Linked DNA regions of Acanthopagrus latus: region 2 is linked to region 1. The links are chromatin contacts, called in public Hi-C maps. All regions are on one chromosome and are shown on one strand. The core of a region is the stretch at or near the end of the contact, and the rest is flanking DNA. Distances in the headings are between cores, read along the strand shown.

Region 1 (6,586 bases), core at 1,643-4,142:
TTATCACTCTTTTTAACATTACAGTTGAAAGTTGTTTTTTTCTGAGAACATGCAGCAAATGTTGACATCTGAGAAGCTTGTGTCAGAAAGATGTCTTCCATTTTTGATTGAAATTTGCCTCATGACCATGTAAAGTCATCAGTTGATGGACTAGTTGTTTGTTTACCAGAGACTAAAGGGTCATGGAAAATAACCTGTTGCATGAGATTTCAATGAAATTCCTCACCATCAGTTTATCTTTCCAGGTGCTATCGTCAACAAGTAACATGTTTCTCAATAGTTTTTGACATTTTACAGACCGAATGATGGTTAATTTCTCAATCCAACGATCTTTCAGTTTGTGATTATGTAAGAGGAAGCTTGAAACATTAAAATGTCAATCTAAATCATCAATCAGTCGACTAATTACATTAGACCTACGTTTTTTGTTGTATACGACGGAGGCTAAAGGGTCTAGGATTATAGAAAAGAGTCTGCTGTGAGAGGGAAAACTGGATTAATGACACAATCTTCTATCTCAGAGCTTCTGGAACAATCTTTCCAAGCTGCACCAAATTCCTCTCAGCATCTTTGTTGTTCACCTCGACTAACTTTCTATCTGCGAGGAAAACAATCGTGCTACAACAAATTAGCTGCACCACGATATTTTCAGACTTCAGTTGGCCCTCGCGTTTTAAAGACATAACATTTCGAGTCCCTTCTGCTTTGTAGTCGGAGCCAACTCATTCAGGGCTTTTGGATAAGAGAGGGCCTGCCCACACTGACAGCTTACACCTTCTGGAGTGAGACGGTAATAGCTTTGCCAACCAGGCCAGCAAACACACGATATAAACACAAACCCTGCTCTCCGGCACCGTCACGACTCACCACTCGCACATAAACACTCATTAGCAGCCACATTCTTCACGTGGGAACACAGCAGCTTCGAGAAAGCAGGAGCTGTTTGAAGTCGCTCAGGACTAAATACCTGTTCAGACTGAAGCTCCGCACGGCTTTGAAACTGAGAGCGTTCTGGTGTCGGAGGTCTGAGCCCGGTGATTAATATCCAGCACTGTCAGGAGGGAACGAACTCAGGAAACAAATCCCAAATAACATCCAGAAACAATATTTACAAGTCGAAATGACTCATTTTATCTTAGTTTCTGCTTCTTATCTCATCATTTTGACAATTTAACTCATAAATGTGAATTTTTGTCTAATTATTTTTTGACTTTCTATTTCAGAATTTTGACTTTTGTCTCATAATTTCACATTTTTAACTGAAAATTATGACTTTTTATCTGATAATTCTGACTTTTGTCTAATAATTATGACTTTTTATCTTAAATTATGACTTTCTATCTAATCATTTTGACTTATCACACAATTTTGACTTATTATCTCATAATTATTTTTTTAATCTTATAATTGAAACTATTTATCGCATATTTGTGACTTTTAATCTCAGATATTGACTTTGATCGCATGAATTTTAGATTTATTTTACATTTTACATCATAAAGTTAGCTTTTTATCACAGATTTTGACTTTTTATCTTAAATTCAGCATTTTCATCTAATTATTTATGACTTTTTATTTCATAATTCTGACTTTTGTCCCATAATTATGACATTCAGTAGCATTTTTTTTAATCAAGCTTATTTCTCATCTTGTTTTTTGTATCACTTGCTGTCAGAAATGGGCCTCCATAGAAAAGCCCCCCGCTGTGACAGTGAACTGAGAGCTGGCAGATGTACTCAGCACATGTTTGCAGTCACATAAGCCTCATAACAGTTTAAATGTGAGTCAGATTATTGTATTGATATTGTCACTGTGCCCTCTGACAAAAGAAGCTTCTCAGGTTCAAAACTGTGAAGAAAATGAGAAACTCTGGACATGAAGGTGCATGTTTGCGTCTGAAGCAGCCACCTGTTCCTGGATAAATCTGCTAACATGTGGAATGAAGGTGTTTCTCGGCTGGTTTCAGGGGGGAAACTGGATATGACATGTGGCCATTCAATCACTGATTTCTCTCTGTCGTGTCTTACCGCTTGAATTCTTCCCACAGATGAGGTGCTGGTAGTGCTGCAGCAGCCCCCACACCTCCGAGTCGTTGTTGATGGCTTGCTCCAGTGACTCCAGCGTAAACTTGGGGATCCCGTTGTCCCTCTCCACCAGCGCGCTGCGCAGGACGCGGCTGAACACCTCTCTGAACAGGCTCTCCATGCACGCGGTGAGGTATATGGCAGCGTGCTCGTGGATCCTGAGCGCCACCCGGCTATCCACCATCCACCTGAAGAACTTCCCCACGGAGAACACCAGCCCGCAGCGCTCCGACTTGCCGCGGCTGAACTTGTCCCCGGTGCTCATGTTGTAGAGGGACAGGGCGCTGAGGGCCGCCGTGATGCAGTTGACGGAGATGGTCCATGAGAGCACCACCTTGATGGCGCTCTGGATCTCGTGCTTGGTGCACTTGGCGTAGCGCAGGCTGAGCCGCTGCGCCTCCCGGGCCACCCTCACCAGCGCGCGGCTGATGAGGGCGGACAGCCGCGCCAGGACCTCCGGCGGCGGGTTGCCCACCATCAGCTCCTCGTCTTTCCTCAGTGCGCACTCCACCTCGCCGAGGCTCCATGGCACGTCCTCCAGCTCGGGCAGCTTGGCGCACTGACCCGAGCACTCCAGTATCTCCGTGTCCTCCGCCAGGACGGTGTTGACGGTGTCCAAACTGTTCTGTCGGCTGTGCATGGATTCGGTCAGATGCCAGCAGTTGCCCCCATGCGAGACGGACTGATGCGTGTCGGAGCAGCACAGCGACACGCTGGACGACCTGACCGAGTCCGCGGCTCCACCATAACCAGAATCAAGCGTTAAATCCTCCAGCGTCCTCACGACTGTCTTACCCTTGCCTGCCATAACTGCACCGCATACTGTTGGGTATGCTTGGTTTCCCAGTTAAATGCCACAAACTCGTCTCCTCCTCGTCCCCCGAGCGCGTAATTGTATTTCCCCGCGTAAAGAGTGAAAACGACGCACAGTGAGCCTCTACTTTCCTTCCTCTGAGCGCCTGGATGTCTCCGATATCCTCCTGAACACAACTTCAGACGCGTAACCCGAGAGCGCACAGAGCCTCCGCGCTCACGCTGCAACAAGCGCAGCACGGGCAGGACTCCGCTCGGAGAGGAGGAGGAGCCTGCAGCCCCGCGGGCAGCCAGCAGCCAATCAGCGTCTGCGCCAGCTGTGAGTGACACACCACACAACCTGGCTGCTGCTCTCCACCTGGTGCGGCTGGAACAGAGCTGCAGAACCACAGACGCGGAACCACGTAAGGCCCAATGACAAGAGGAGACGTGAAGTGAAGCAATGAGACACAAGCAGCAGATTCATCTGATGTTCAGAAACTACAGGTCATCCCGCTGTTTACTCTGCTTTATTTATTATTTACAGACCATTTGTATGGAAGCCAGGAAAGGAAGAGAAATAATGAAGACTTAAAAAAAAAGAAAGAAATTAAAAAACAACAATAATCTAATTTTAAATCCCCAAATATGAGGGGAAAGATTCATTTTTTCTGTTGTAACGTTGACTTTTTATATTATGACATTTCTGTCTAATTATTTTCACTTTATAGCTAATATTTATGACTTTATATTTAATATGTATGACTTTTAATCTCATAGTAATGACTTTTGTATTTCGTAATTTCGATTTTCATCTGATGATTGTGACTTTTTATCTCATAATTTTTCATTTTCATATAATTATGTGGTCTTCTGTTGTCACAATTTCAACTATTTGACACAAATACAATTATTCATCTCGTAGTTATGACTTTTTTATCTTAAAATATAATTTATATATATATATTGTAATATTCATTTATGATCTCATCATTTAAACATTTTATCTCCTATTTATGACTTTTTTTAAATCATAATCTGAAATTCTACATCAGAATTATGTCTTTTTATCTCATAATTTAATTTTGTACCTGATAATCATGACTATTTATTTAGTATTTCAGATCTCATAATCGTGACATTTAATAATCTCATAATTCTGACTTTTTTTTTAATCAAGCTTATTTTTCATCCTGTTGTTGATGTTTAGCTGTCAGACATGAGCTTCCATAGGAAACAGCCCACGCTGTGACAGAGATGAGAGGAGACCCAGACGTCCACAGCACAGTTCTATTCTTCTTCCCTCTCGGTAACTTCAGGTCATGCGGTTGTTTAATCTCCTTTCATTTCCATCCACACGTCTCACCACATAATCGCAGCAGCTCTGTGTCTGTGGGAGACGCTCGCTGTGCAGTTTATCTCCACAATTAGGATCAGATGCACACATTTTAACCACCACATTGTCAGGAGCCTTCAAGTCAATCAGTGACTCATACGGACTCTCCATTTCCCACATAATGAAGATTTGACTTCTACACTGTGTTTTGATAGTTGCAAACATTGTCTGAAGGAACCTCTGCAGAGATGACAGCGTCCTGCAGTGAGAAGCTGCTGTGTGTCGTCATGCTCGTCCACCTCTAGTGTGAAGTGAAAGTGAGTCTGCAGCTTTTCTCCCAGGAACACCATCAGCTTTAACCTCCCTATAAATATTTCACCATCCAAAGCTTTTTGTGTGTGTGTGTGTGTGTGTAAGAGAGATTTAGAGATGCTTCAGACGGGACCTGCAGTCCTGCGTCAAGGTTTAGCATCGCTTCATCGTGAGGTCATCGGATGATTTATCCATCACAACACAACATTTCTGTCGGGTCCACGATAACAAAGATTGAGCAAGTCGGATTCTGAAGAGCATGCTGAGAGGGGAACAGTTGGTGGAACGATGATTCATCCATTCTGCCGGGGCTTCTCCTTGTACGTCTGAGCTGGACCGACCATCTGTCCACGCTGCTGCCCGCCATGCCACAGGGCCTTTTCATATTCTTAGCATGACACTGCAGTCACCACGCCAGAACTGAAGAAAAAAAAAAACTCACTACACTGGAATATTTGTGTTTTCTTTTGTGACGCCCACCCAACTCTCACAGAGTGACTGACAGGGAGAAGTGTAAAACAAATCATGTCGGTATCTTAGCGTCATTGTTTGGCTGACAAATGATAAACAAAAGCGGCACCATGCTGCATGATGGATCTCAAAGCCAAGACCCTCCGCATGGAAACACATGGAGCCTCTGAATGCTGTTGGATGGAACTTTTCTGGCGAAGACGGACGTGTTTGTGAAGATTTTTTTTTTTCTTTTATTGACTGAATATTGAATCGCTTAACTGTCAACGTAAGGGATGAGACGGAAATACTCCAACAAGAGCTCCACTGAGAAAATGAAGGATTATTTAAAGGTCTTGCGATCGGAAAAAGTAAGATTTAATTCATAGACAGGTTGTACTGAGAAAATGTGCCTTTGAATACAGACACACCAAACATAGAAACATTCCTGCTCAGACCTGTGAGAGCTGACCAATCAGAGCACATTGTCGACAGAGGTGCTGCAGTCAAAGACAATATGAGACAATGTGATTCTTGAACATTAAGGGTGCAATATGTAATTATTGTAGACTGTGAAGATGTTTCTGAAGTTGTTTTTTTTTTCTAAATCTGCACACTGCACCTTTAAAGCCCTGTGTTTTTTATTAAATGACAATAATCCATGTTGCCTAAAGAGCCTCTGTCTCAGCAGATGTCATCATCAGCACATCCCCTTCTCTCTGCCGGTGACATTAACTGACTTCATCTCCAGCAGTCTGCCACGAGCTCTTGATGCAATGCAGCACATCTTGCTGACTAACTAAGGTGAGAGCGGTGGAGGTGGGCAGCTGTCAGCTGCTTCTCTACATGCTCTGTGGTCCTCCAGAGCTTGTCCTCACGTATTAAGCGTTGGTTGCCTGGTAACAGCAAAATGAACATGATTTCTCCACGGCGAGATGATAGATGTTAGTGTTTTGCCAGCAGAGTGTGTGTCATGTAAACGTGCTTCCTTGGTCATGCAGTCATGTTTTTATAATTTGGGATACATTCAACCTTGTGGGTTTTTTAGATTAGTTTATGTCTGAAATGTGCTTTGTGTAATTATGTCTGAGTATATTGCTTTACACCATGTTAGCTGTATTGTGAATATATATATAGTGAAGCTTTATCTTTGGCTTGTTTAAAAACCATTAATACACTTCTGTATTTTGTTTTGTTGTTCAAAAAATGTATTTTCTTCTTCTGAACCTTGACTTTTAACAGAATTTTGCAGCCTATTATTAATTGTTATACTATTATCCAACAACATTAATAATAACATGCATGTGTTTATGATTATAATACAGAAACTCTGTGGAAATGTTGGTCTTTTAAGTGAAAAGCACTAAAGAAAAATGCGGTTCACATCCACTACAGACTGATTATTATCATGTGCAGGAGAAAGTTCTCATCAGACAGGCAGAGAGCTTCAGTGGTGTGGTGTCATACTGCCCCTCAGTGGACAGGATGCAGTACTGCAGCGCCTCTACAGGCCACTGGCTGCAGTTTGCATCTTGCATAATTGTCAAGCATTTTTATGTAAGATATTTCTGTGACGCATTTAGACATTATGTCATATATTAAGGCAAATCAC
Region 2 (7,005 bases), core at 3,591-6,090, 180 kb before region 1:
AACCAAACCCGACGGCGGTTCGATCTGTATGTAGTCCAACAGTGTCACAGTTTCACCCTCCACCTGGACAGTCATACAGCCCTGCATCTGCTCTGACGGAGGCTGTAGCTGTATTTGGTCGGCGTCGATTACAACCTTCTCCAGCTGCGGGAGGGACAGCGAAGAGAGGATGCAATTCCCAAAGGAAGACGGAATGGTCTGCGAGTCATCTGTTGGGGAAACAAGAATCAGATTAGTTTTATGGTTCACAAAAACATAAACCAATAACTTGGTTGTTTGCTTCATAACCTCAAAATTCAATCGTACATCTTCCTGCTGTCCATACACACAACTGTACTGAAATGCAAGTGTTCATTCTTATAAACATCTAAGAGTTTTTTGATATAGAAGCCAGATACAACAGATTAAAAATGGTTTGATATATATCAGATTTAAGCACATCTTTCTGGTGCAGACAAGAAAAACCATTTTAAGATCAACCATCATGTCTGTGCTTCACTATGGAGATATCTTACCACCTCAAAACAACTTGATACAGTTTACTACTGCCACTGTGTTTCATTTAAGGAGACAGATATGGTGCTTATGAATGCGTACAACATGAATAAGAAGCCGCACCAGCAACAGGAAAGTACTTTTGCAAATAAATGGATTGAATTACAGAGGATATGAAAATCTCATCTTATTGAATCCAACTCACCAGATAAATCAAAGTGTCCGAGTGATGTGTGGTACATCAGCACCGTTTTCAGGTGCCGCGGGTCGGGAACGGAGTGCACACACTCCTCCAGGGCTGATGGGACGGCGCTGAGCATGGATGCAGTCTAAGAGAAACAATATATGATGGATTAAAAGAAGAAAACTGAGCTGAGGACACAGTAACTTTCACTTTTTGGCACTGTTTTTTTCTTTATTTACAGGCTTTTGAGGGGATATTTGCGTGGCATGCTATATGCTGTATTTTCAGAGCAAACTGGGCCACAAATAAATGTTATTAAATTTCACATCAGCTGTACTAAACATGTTTCAAGAGTGTGTTTTATATGTTTTACATTGTTCTTGTCTACACCAAACCCTGGTGGTTGCATTTAACAACCACGTGTGGATGAGTGTTTGTGTTCTGACATGCTGAGATGAGCTTCTCTGTTACCTACATCCCTCCTCCTGGACGAGTGTGTGCGAGCGTGGGTTTAAGTTTAAGTCTTGGATGGTGATTCATACATGGTTTGTTAGTCGTTTTCAAAAAAATGCCAATAAAAACCGATATTCAAAAAAGAAGTGTTTTTAAGCCAAGTTTTAAGCCGTTTAAACTGATTTCTGTCTTTATATCCAGAAGCTTTTTTAACACGACAAACATTCAGTATGTGTCTGAACGGATGGAGGTGAGTATCAGTGCTGCAGGAATATAAGAACCATGTTGACGGGACATTCTGAGCTTTGACAGTATTAAAAAATAATGAATAATTAATGGATTTAGGAAATTTAAACAGCTATAAAAGTAGGATTTGGTATGTTTACATTTTGGCAAATGATCAAGCTACCCACTGATGTATGGACACTATCCCTGTATTAGTTTGATACTAAAGAAAACTTAAACACATTTTTATTCTCAGTACCTGCTGAATGTCTGGTACCGGGAGAAGCTTCTCCAGTCTTGAGAGGAAATCCAGCATCAGCACCTGCAGAGCGCTGTCATAGTCGGGCCCGAAATCTGTCGGAAAAACATCCTGCAACAAAAAAGGTTATAGTTTTAATGCTCATGTACCCCACAACCACCACATCTTATACATCCTGCTGCAGTAAACATTGCTTTAGTGATCGCAAGAAAAGCATCCTAACAATACCTGGAAAAACTTCTCCTTCTCTTCAGCGTCTTTCAACAGCAGCTCAACCTGATCCACGAAGTTCGATTCTGGAAACTCGACCTCTGCGAAACACGGCTGGGACAGAAAAATATGCACAGATGGAGCTGAAGCAGAGACAAAGTGAGGAGCTATTCAAGAACATGAGTCATTTTATATTTTAAGAAGCCAACCTGTGCTGCCCACGTGGATATGAGGGCCTTGATCCGCTCCAGGTGCACCTCGATGGTCTCTGAATCTGTTATCTGCTCGGCTCGACACAATTCGAGGACCACCTGCAACAAATGGTTTCACCTCAGGGTAAACACAACTGACGGGACGGCACCTGGAAATGTTATTCACTAACAGCAGGCTCAGAGGATCCAGCAGTGGGAAATGAAAATGTTTAATATCTGTGTTGAGTCGAGACGTACTGTGGCTCGCAGGCGAAGCTGATATTTTCTGTCTAGGAAATATTAAACTCCTTCATCAGCTGCACTTACCATCTGTCAGGCAATAACTCAGACTTTTATTGTTTGGATGTTGTGGATTTCAAGGTGATGTTGGTATGATTATACCCATTACCAAATGAATGCAGAACAGAAGGTTTTTGTTCTTTGTTTTGACAGCTCGAAGAGAGAAATCAAACTGCATGTTTTACACCCTGTGTTTCCTTTAAACGTCTTCGCTAAACGCTGCATAAAAATATCAAACACGGCCTCACCCGAGCTCTGAGTCCCAGGAGGAGCTGAGCTTTCTGATCCGCATTCAGAAGATCAGGTACGATTTCTGAAATGGTGCTGATGAACTCCTCCACCATCCCGTAGTCCTGCACGTTCCCCCTCTGGACCACCTGCCACATGGCCGCCGACACCAGCCGCAGAGGAGGGATGAAGAGGCGAAGAGACGGCAGCAGCAGAGGAGAGTCTGGAAAATAATCCACAATATCAGCGTCTGAATCATCAGTGGTTCAGTTTAAATGTGTTCCAACTTAAGATGCACTGATGACTTATTGATTCTGTCCTTTTATTAAAAATCTTAAGCATAAAAATGTAACACATACATTTCAGCACTGGTTATTCTGGACTTGGACATTTCTAGATTGCCTGTAAATATATATTGGTTCCAATCATTCATCAGTCTCTCTGATTACTAATAATCAGTATCGGTATCAGCTGATCGACCCCTACAGTTTAACAATAAATTTTATTTTCTGGAATAACATCAATGCACTGAAAAAATAAACTTTACTGGAAATGTAGTAATCATAAATGACCTAAAGCATCTTTTATAGAACATACGCAGGACAGCTTATGTTGATACCATACATCTGTGAAAGGCCAGTATCAGCTGATAACATCGGCCAACTGGTTTATTAATTATTAGGGGTTGTAAACACATTTACTTGGGGATATCTACTATTTCATCTGAGTATCCTCTGAAATAATGACTGTTGGGCTAATTGCCATTTTGCAGCACTTTCCATCATATTTCCAAACAAAACCATCTAACAGTTGCTATCTAATTATAATACAATACAACTATCTGACAGACAGTGATGGTCAGGTCTTTGGGGTCATTGGTGATTCAGTGAACTCTGGTGGCTCTTGTGGTCCCTGGTGGCTCTTGTGGTCTCTGGTGGGTCAGTGGTCTCTGGTGGCTCTTGTGGTCTCTGGTGGGTCAGCGGTCTCTGGCGGGTCAGTGGTCTCTGGTGGGTCAGCGGTCTCTGGCGGGTCAGTGGTCTCTGGTGGGTCAGCGGTCTCTGGCGGGTCTTGTGGTCTCTGGCGGGTCAGTGGTCTCTGGTGGGTCAGCGGTCTCTGGCGGGTCAGTGGTCTCTGGTGGGTCTTGTGGTCTCTGGTGGGTCTTGTGGTCTCTGGCGGGTCAGTGGTCTCAGGTGGGTCTTGTGGTCTCTGGCGGGTCAGTGGTCTCAGGTGGGTCAGCGGTCTCTGGCGGGTCAGTGGTCTCTGGTGGGTCTTGTGGTCTCTGGCGGGTCAGTGGTCTCTGGCGGGTCAGCGGTCTCTGGCGGGTCAGTGGTCTCTGTGTCAGCAGCCCAGCTACACTCCACCTCTTCCAACCTGGCCACGGTTGCCTTCAGGGTCTCGCAACTGTGTCGTAATTACGACTTACCCCAACAAAGTGGTAAACATGGCTGCTGTAGTCGTGACTTTCTGAGCTGCATCCAGGTTGTTGAAAAATGACTGTTTTGGAATGACATTACTTAAATTTTGGCGTTTCTATTTAGGAAATTTGTTTTCTATGTGCTTCTATGATAACCCTTCACTCGGACGTTAAGGTTAGTCGTCCTGTATCTTTGTTTTTAGCCACTTGCTATGTTAGCCGTTTCAGCTGAAGCCCTTGAAGGCAGCATCCTGTCAACCGCCACATATCTCATCATCAGCTGCTAATAAGCGACAGTTAGCTAGCTGATGCTATCTGAACCTTTAAGTCCTTTCTGTCGCGACAAAGTGTAAGTTTGGATGAGCTAACTTGCTAGCTAGCTTGGCTGCTGTGACGCTCCTTCCAATAACCACCGTACACATCAGCCCGCTGTAACGTAGCACAAAGCCACCGCCATCTCAGAGCGGGGTACGCCATGTTCAGAATCGTGCGCACACAATCCAAAAGAAAACCCCATAACTCTCGACGGGTGAGGCGTGTTTCAGTTCTTCTTGGCTTACCGTTTTCGGTGCGATGTGGGCTCTCCATTTTGCCACGGAGGATATCCAGACAGGCTGGTAAATGAACTCGGGGTTGTTGTGAGTCGACGTCCGCCCGACCCTGCGGTGCAAGTTGGCGGGGAGGAAGGGCGGCTCGATATTCTGTCCGTTTCAGTGCGCAGGCGCCGAGAATAAAGTGTTTATCTGGCTTCACTCGGCAGCAGCGATCTGCTGGAGGTTCACGTCTGGTTCGTACGACTTGTTAAGACATATTCTGTTAATTAAAGTGAACAAAACTAGCGGAATAGTTTGATAATTTGGCCAACTTTAGGATTTCCTGTCAAGGGAACGTGTTCTTCTTCTTCGCCTGGTGGTTTTCAGGCCTCCATGAAGCTCGTCTGGTTATCACTGCCCCCTGGAGGCTGTTTTAGGAACTGAGCCCAAACACAACAATATTATTGTCAAACATTTTCCAAAGATTTTGCATTATTTTATGAACATGTTATATTTGGATTCTTTAATTTTGATTAAATACTTGGAAAAAATTATGATCCTGGTAGAATTCTACATACATAAATGCAAGTTTAGTGGCAAAAAGACCCAGTTTTTTTTTTACTGTATTTTACAAAGTTTTTAAAGATCGTGTGAAGAAACTGGTTGTTGAAAACATGTTTGAAGACTTTTGACTTTTGTCACAACAAGAAGGACATAAAAACTGTGTTGCCTGTAAAGTCTGTAATTTATGAATTTACAAATTATGATCTGTTTTTTTTTTTTTTTTTTTTACACATCCCTCCTCATTTATGGTGGCCGCCTGGCTTCTTGTAATTTGCTTGATTGAGTGAATTTTGCTCTATGTTTTCTTAATTGTCAAACTGTTTGTGCCTTTGTTCAATAAAGAATATTACAAATTTTTGTATTCTCGTTTTCCTTTAGCCTTCCTTTTGGTAAACAAAACTATTAAATAAGTCATGAAGTGAAAATTGACCCCAAGTTTATGGACTCAGTGATTATTATCATTTGTGATAACCCTCATAAGAGATATTATCAGCTACATTATGGCTGCAGCTTACAATTATTTGCCTTATTTACTAATTTTTTCCTGATTAAATGTAGATTAATTGGTCTGTAAATTTCAAACGGGTATGAAAAGTGGCCCTCTCCACAGTCCAGCTGACATATTGAAATGTTGTATTATGGTTCAAAACCCAAAGATATTCAGTTTGATATCTAATATCAAAGAAAACAGAAATTATTCACACTGGAGGAGCTGAGAAAAATACATTTTTGGGGGGGTAATTTTTGCATAATTGCACTAAAGACTATAGTGATGTAAGTGCTGGTTGTTTGGTGCAGTGTGTTCCTGTGGAGAATCCCCCCCTGAAAAATAGGAATCCCAGCCAAACTGAGCTCCAGACTCTTTACGACCTTGTATTTCATTATCAGTCTGACTGCAGACAGTCCGTTGGCTTTGTGAGGGAGCTTTCACGACTTTAAGTACCTTGAATCATTTCCCCGCTCGCAGTAAAGGGATCGATAAAACACCCGGCTGCTGGGCTGCAGCCAGGTCTGTCACATCTTCATCCAGCAGACGATGCAGCGTCCTTGTGAAGAAGAATTATTTCCAGCACCAGCACATAAAAATAAAACAAAGCTGTTTACATAATGTTAGAAAACACATAATCAGAGTTTAGACCTTCAGAATGATTCAGTGTTTAGTAACTATCAGCTGTCACATCTGTCATATCACTATCGTGAATCTCTGACATAAACTTACATTCATTTAGTTTTTAGTCACTGATTCAGTCGTCGTCTTGCCTTCAGAGCCTGTGTATACCACTGACCTGCTGTCAGCCTCTCCATGGTGACTGAAGCTGGCGTCGAAAAGAAAAATGTGACACTACAAACCCTCTGCTTTAAAACTTTACATGAGCTGGGATCTCTTTTCAGGACACATCTGTCGCTCCCTGAGGAGGACGAGACGCGACGGTACAGGACGCCAGAGTGCAAGACAAAGTTTCTGATGACAGAAAGAGGAAAAGAAGGAATCGGGAGAAATTCAGGAGAATTGATATCACAAGAGGAAACCAGAGAGGCTGATAAGAAATGTGAGTCTTAGGTTTTAGAAGGAACGAAGAGAGTTGAGTCTTGGACAAGTATTTAAAAAGTTTTAAGTGCTGGACTGTGACCATTGTTTTTGGGTTTTACATTTTTTTTTTATGAATTTGTTGAATATTCTCAGCCGTATCCTTCCAGGTCAGCTGCTTGGGAAAATGCATAATATTGGTTAAATCTTTCATTTTCTCAGAAATCTTCAAAACAGCAAAATTATCTACATTTCTTTTTTAAAATCATATATAAAATGATATATTCCAGTTCACATGAGAAATTATCAGTTTTTCACTGGTTATAAATGATTTCTCCTTTAATCCACTATTTGCAGTTTCCTGTTAGCATGCTAACATTTGCTAAAGCGCTAAACAGTCACACTGCAGCTGTAAACACAA

Evidence for each region. Hi-C and Micro-C count contacts between places; a contact is called where the count stands out from the background.
Region 2: a contact with region 1 is called in a Hi-C map of liver, with 3 times the contacts expected there. The contact joins the promoter of LOC119032169 here to the promoter of LOC119032171 in region 1. A contact is called at or near these places in 4 of 4 Hi-C or Micro-C datasets (liver and muscle).

Annotation. Positions count from the first base shown.
Region 1 is chr14:17,846,205-17,852,790 of fAcaLat1.1, reverse strand. LOC119032171 (ankyrin repeat and BTB/POZ domain-containing protein BTBD11-A) reads right to left here and starts at 2,892. Exons shown (of 17, transcript XM_037121057.1): 1 at 2,028-2,892. The coding sequence starts at 2,892. All of the region lies in intron 8 of LOC119032215 (a long non-coding RNA gene), which reads right to left.
Region 2 is chr14:18,030,310-18,037,314 of fAcaLat1.1, reverse strand. LOC119032169 (zinc finger protein 14-like) reads right to left here and starts at 4,840. Exons shown (of 7, transcript XM_037121051.1): 1 at 4,520-4,840; 2 at 2,566-2,768; 3 at 2,036-2,137; 4 at 1,845-1,940; 5 at 1,617-1,727; 6 at 701-824; 7 at 1-209. The coding sequence starts at 4,547. All of the region lies in intron 8 of LOC119032215 (a long non-coding RNA gene), which reads right to left.